2 separate regions of the Sus scrofa genome follow, and region 2 is linked to region 1. The links are chromatin contacts, called in public promoter capture Hi-C maps. All regions are on one chromosome and are shown on one strand. Each heading gives the region's core, a stretch centred on a gene start, on an enhancer-like site or on the middle of the called end of the contact. The rest is flanking DNA. Distances are from core to core; before and after follow the strand shown.

Evidence for each region. Promoter capture Hi-C pulls out the DNA fragments that hold promoters and counts their contacts.
Region 2: a contact with region 1 is called in a promoter capture Hi-C map of liver, with 4 times the contacts expected there. The contact joins the promoter of APLP2 here to the enhancer-like site in region 1. A contact is called at or near these places in 1 of 5 promoter capture datasets (liver), 4 of 47 Hi-C or Micro-C datasets (embryonic fibroblasts, epiblast stem cells, fibroblasts and 1 more) and 1 of 2 datasets of contacts at active chromatin or transcription factors (alveolar macrophages).

What each region holds. Positions count from the first base shown.
Region 1 is chr9:56,683,676-56,686,471 of Sscrofa11.1, reverse strand. The region is part of intron 11 of PRDM10 (PR domain zinc finger protein 10); the gene reads left to right. Among named protein-coding and RNA genes, the nearest start is that of NFRKB, 29 kb to the right of the region's middle. Within about 2 kb of position 1,376, at least 9 of the 83 cell types and tissues checked have an H3K27ac peak or open chromatin away from gene starts, as enhancers often do. A contact at or near this core is called in liver, where this site is marked.
Region 2 is chr9:56,797,378-56,800,102 of Sscrofa11.1, reverse strand. It overlaps APLP2 (amyloid-like protein 2), which reads right to left and starts at 1,322. Exons shown (of 17, transcript XM_021063158.1): 1 at 1,086-1,322. The coding sequence starts at 1,190.

The DNA of each region.
Region 1 (2,796 bases), core at 127-2,626:
TGGCTGGTCTTAGGTTTGACCAATTTAGCCATGGCACGGGAGCCTGGCTCTTGGCAGCTTCTGGACTGCTGTGGTTAGAGTAGGGTAGCTCTCTGGATCCCTTACTCACAGACTGGAACTGGAGAAATAAGTACATTGAGTTATAATAGTTACTTGTATTTAAGCCAGCCTAATTTGTGCCTAATCACAGTTCTCAAGTTAATTTTGGGTTTTGAATTTGGTTATTGGCGGTTTCCAAGGGATGGCTGGCAAATGCCATGACTTGTCAGTGCAAAGGAACCGTGTCTAGGTTGATAGGGCAGGTGCAGCCCACACACTGAGGCAGCTCAGAGCTAACCATCAAGTTTAGGGGTAGGGCAGTGACCTACGTGACCTACGTCTTGACTTTAGACCCTGTGGCTGCAGGGCCTGTCTGGCTGCTGGGCCAGGTGTGTTTTATCCCCATGTCACTCATAGCCTCGAGTGTGAGTTAGAACCTGCAGGGGATGAGTGTGGAGAGCAACGTGGTTTTATGGGATGAGCGCCCTTGCTGACAATTTACATCCAGAAAACAGTCACTTCAACCCATGTTTGTGGCAGCAGGGCGTTTCAAGCCTTTCCTTTGTCCTTCATGTGTGGATGAGAGAGACTTTTTGTATAACTTCCCAGTTTCTAGATGGTTGATCATTTTAGTTTATGTTTCTTGGGTCTTCTCATTTGCCTGTAGGCTAGAAGGGATCTTGAACAGCCGAATAGTCCATCCCTTCATGTAAAAATGCATTTAAACGTTTGTACCGTGTGACAGGATGGAAGAGCCCTGAGCACACCGAGGCCTTTAGCAGGGTCCTGACATGGAAACTTTGAAAATGTGTGCCTCCATGTATGTCATTTCAAAAGAATGTGTAAACACATACAGACCAGAAAGGCAGAAAGCTATGAATACCTTCCATTCATCATGCTACAAGATTTCCCAATCTGCATTGCACCCTCTTATGCAAATAACTGTCTTTTCTGCTTTGGCCATTCTGATTTTTCATTGAGTCCAGAGAAATGCTTGCTAGATTTAATTTTTTTGAAGGAAAACAACTAAAGTCCACATGTGCAAGGGTAGTGTAGCCATGCTGGTACTTGTGCTCTAGTACAAAGTTCCTTGTGTCACAGCCAAAGCCACGTGCATGTGGCTTTTGGAGGTCAGTCTTAGGTGAGCTATTTTTTTTTTTTTTCCTCTCACACATTCTAAAAAGCAGGGCTATGTATTTTTTCATCTTTTCTATCCAGATTGGTAATGACCAACTGAAGGGAAGCCTTCCAACCCCATTGGTAATGTAACTATTTTTCTCTCCTCTAATGCTGCCTGCTCAGTTGGAGCTGCAGGTAGGTTTTTTTCCTGTGTTTCACTCACATAACAGAATGTTATTTAAGTGTTTGCCTGACCTGCTGTTCTTTGCAACCTGTACTTACTAAATCCTGGTGGAAACGACAATTTGGTTGCTATAAACGCAAATTAGTTAATGAATACCAATAATGTATTTCCAAATAGGAAGCGAGTTAAACCGTGGGCTGCAATTTGCACATACACACAACACATGGTAGGACTAAGTGATCTGCAAGGTCCCTTCCAGCTCTGAAACAACCGAAAGACTTTTGCAGTGGCTCTGAGTTCATACTGTATGTGTAGCACTGCCGAAACCCAGTAGCATTTTCACTGGAGTCCTTTCCCCTGGGATCTTGCAGTCTAATTTGACAGACGATGTTAATGTAAGATGGGTCACAGTGAAGTGCTAAATTTAAAGGAAAAGCCTATAATCGCTATAGGAAGTTGGAAGAGTGAAAGGCCAAAGAAAGATGGAGTTGGGGAATAATTCATTGGTGATGTAAATCTTAAACTTGTCCTTGAAAGAGAGACAGGAGGAAGGTAGACCATTTCAGAGGAGGGCAGCCATGGCATCAAAGGCTGAGACACAGGAATGTGCTTGATGTGGTTACGGGACTGTGCACACGCTGGCCTGACCCTCGCACAGATGCCACTTGGAGGATAGTGGAGAGGAAGGTATGTTGGGTGGGGCTCCTGCACCAAAGCTTTTGAAAACTGAGCAGAAAGCAGGCCAGAGAAAAATTGCTTAAAAAAAAAAAAAAAAAAGAAAAGAAACATTGATATCCTAGATCAAAATAATAAAAAATCAGATCAATAATTTAGGTTCCTAAATACAAAACATTTTTTTAAAAATTAAAAAAAAATCAGATTCCTTTAGCTCTTAATATCATATTTTAGAAACATTTTAATGGTTTTTGTCTGCAAAGAATTTGTTGTCACAGAATTCATTTCTTTCTTTCTTTTTTTTTTTTTTTAAGGGCTGCACTCATGGCATATGAAGTTCCCAGGCTAGGGGTCAAATCAGAGCTGCAGCTGCCGGCCTATGCCACAGCCATGACAATACCAGATTCGAGCCAAATATGTGACCTACACCATAGCTCATGGCAAGGCTGGCTTCTTAACCCACTGAGAGGGGACAGATTGAACCTGAGTCCTTATGGATACTAGTTGGGTTCATCACTGCTGAGCCACAGCAGACGCTCTATCTCAGAATTCATTTCAGTGAATTTCTCATCACATGTTTTAGCAACTATGCCATTTTGGCACCTTTATTTATTTATTTTTTATGGCTGCACCCACAGCATTTAGTAGTTCCCGAGCCAGGGACTGAATCCGAGCTGCAGCTGTGACTTATGTCACAGTTGCGGCAATGCCAGATCCTTTAACCCACCACGCTGGGCTGGGGATCAAACCTGCACCTCCGCAGTGACCCAAGCCACAGC
Region 2 (2,725 bases), core at 73-2,572, 110 kb before region 1:
GAAGAGGGGAAATGAACTACACCAGAAACGCATTCCAGTCCGACAGTTCACGCACTATTTGGAGAAGGCAAGTAAAAATAAAGCCCCACGTCTCCCTCAGGAACAGAAAGGCTTCTATGAAGCGGCAATGTCCAGGCCACGCCGCAGACCCACGCACCCCAGCGAGTCACCCTGGAACCCAGACACTTAAGCACCTTGCGACACAAAGATGTCTACGGGATTATCAGTTGCAGAAAAACTACTTATACTAAAAAAGTAAGATTAAACCAAAGACTTTTTACAACGTAAAACGAGAACCGTCCCTACTCGCCGAAACCCACCACATAAGGGAGCAACACCAACAGCAAGGGGGGGGTGGGGGTCCCCTTGTTTATTAGATGCAGGCAAACAGCTATATTTAACAATTTCTCCCGAAGGCCCGATGCCAGGGCGGAGGATCTGGGTAGAGGGGCATACAGAAGCAGAGGGCACACCCGCTGCGGGGGACAGTAGCCTGCTTCGGTGCAGTCCGAGAGGCGCTCGCCTGGGCACAGCCGCACTTCCCAGGCGCCCGCATCTCCGCCGCTCGGCCCACCTCGCCAACAAAGGCCGCATCCACCGCTTCCCGGTGGGAAACCCCAAGACCGCGCGGGGAGCGCACTGCCTGCTCCAGCCCGGGTTGGGGTCTGCGCGGCCGCGCCCGGAGCGAGTCCAGCCGCACTGGGTCCGGGGCTGCGGGCCACCGCGGGGCGCACGGCAGAGGCTCGCGTGATCCCGGGGGAGGGCGGGTGAGGGATCTAAGCCGCGCGGGGTCCCAAGAGGATGGGGCAGCGCTGCAGGAGGGATGGGGGCTGGGGAGGCCAAGGCGGCCCGCCGCCCCCCGCAACCTCGATGCCTTTCATTTGGCCTCTGCGGCGGCAGAGGCAGCCCGACCTCGAGGGCTAAGCACTGCGCCAAGCAGGGGCGGGCGCGGGAGGCGCGCCAGAACCGCCGCAGCGCCGGACCACCCCCACCTCCCCGCGCCCCGCGCCCCTGGCTCGGACCCGCAGGCCGCACTCGCTTGGCGGGCGCAGGAGAAAGGGTTCAGGCGCTCGCCCGGTCCCCACCTCAATGTAGCCGGCCAGCGCCGCAGCGGGAGCCGACAGCCCGAGCAGCAATAAGAGGAGGAATTTGCCCGTGGCAGCTGCGGCCGCGGTCCGGGTGGCCGCCATCCCTCGCCGGGTCCCACTTGCGGTCGGCTCTCAAAAATCGCACCCTCGACGTTCGAAGCTCTCCCTACCGCGACCCTGAAGCAACTGAAGCCAGTTCGCCGCCGCCCCGGGGGTTTTACACCAACCGGAACTGACTTCACAAACCCACGCCCTCCATTTCCGAAGCCCAATGCTGGCCCGCAGAACCGCCCCAAGACCCCGCCCCTTGTTCAGCCCAGACCCAATCAGGGGACGGAAAAGCCCGCACCCCGCCGCCCCTGCCGCGCACCCCCACAAGGCCCCGCCCCTCGGCCGCTGACGCCCCGCCCCAGCCTAGACCCTACAGCCCCCGGAGCGCGGGGGTGTGCGCGGGTGGGTGGAAGGGAGGCCGAGGTTCGGTTCCAGTCGGGGGCGCGCCTCGGGCTCCAGCGTCGCGGCACAGTTATCCGTCCGCACTGCGCCCGTGTCTTCGCCTGCTGCCGCCTGATAAGGGCACGCCCCGCTCCCCCGCCCCTGCGGGGTATTTTCCAGATTCCTTTGGGTACCGCCCTCTTTTTGGTTCTGAAAATCTTTTATTAAAAACAGGATTTTAAAAACCAGGATGAATTGTTCCGAGGCCAGGCAAGGTTGCTGAAGGCCCTCCTCTTGGGCTGAGGAAGGGCTGCCATGAGGCAGCTTTCCTCCGCTTCGACCCTGAGCAGGGCGCGCCCCTTTCCAGCGCGAGGAGCCGACTTCGCCCTTTTGTCGCTCCTTGAAGGGCTCCGCCCCCGCAGTGTTTCCAGGCTTTTGACCTCTGTTCCTTAGGCCTCACCCTTACCCTTCCTTCCCAGGGGCGACTCGAACCTAGGATGGCGTCCTCCTACTGCAGACCAGCTGGGCAAGGACCTCAAAGCCCAAGGTCGCCTTCCTCGTGTGTTTTAGGAAAAAAGCATTTTTCTTTCTTCAGTCTAAGATGACTAGCAAGAGACCTGCTTCCCTCTGCCTTTTTGCTCCACTGCTTTTCCACTTCAGGAAACATTCAGCTGCTCTGGTCCTCAGCTGCCAAGGCCTGGCCAGGGCTGGGGCGCCTCTGGCTTTGTTTCCTTTCAATAGCCTCGTGATTTATGGACCACCCCCTGCAGAGTCCTTGCTAGTTTCCAAATAAATAGAGACCAGAGTCTCTAAAAAGGAAGAGGCAGTGTCCACAGAGCACACGGTGAGGAGAACGCTGCATTTTCCAGCCTCTGCGTGGCATGCCCGTTCTTGTGATTGAACAGCTCTATCTACCCCGCTGCCCAAAAGCAGCCCGCACCTTTCCACTACAGAGCGTTCCCATGCCTGCACTGTCCTCGCTCCAACATTTACCCGTTGAAAACATTTTCATCTTCCTGTGCTCGCTTGGAGGTAGCCATCTGTTTCTGAATCCCCAGAGTGCTGTTCCCCATTATGGCACTTGTTCCCCTGGTTATTTCCATAGCCCTTGTGCCACTGACAAGATATGGATATATGTCATACTGCAGGTTATCTCACCCTCCATACCCCATCACACATTTGTGAAGCATCACTGAAACCACTTC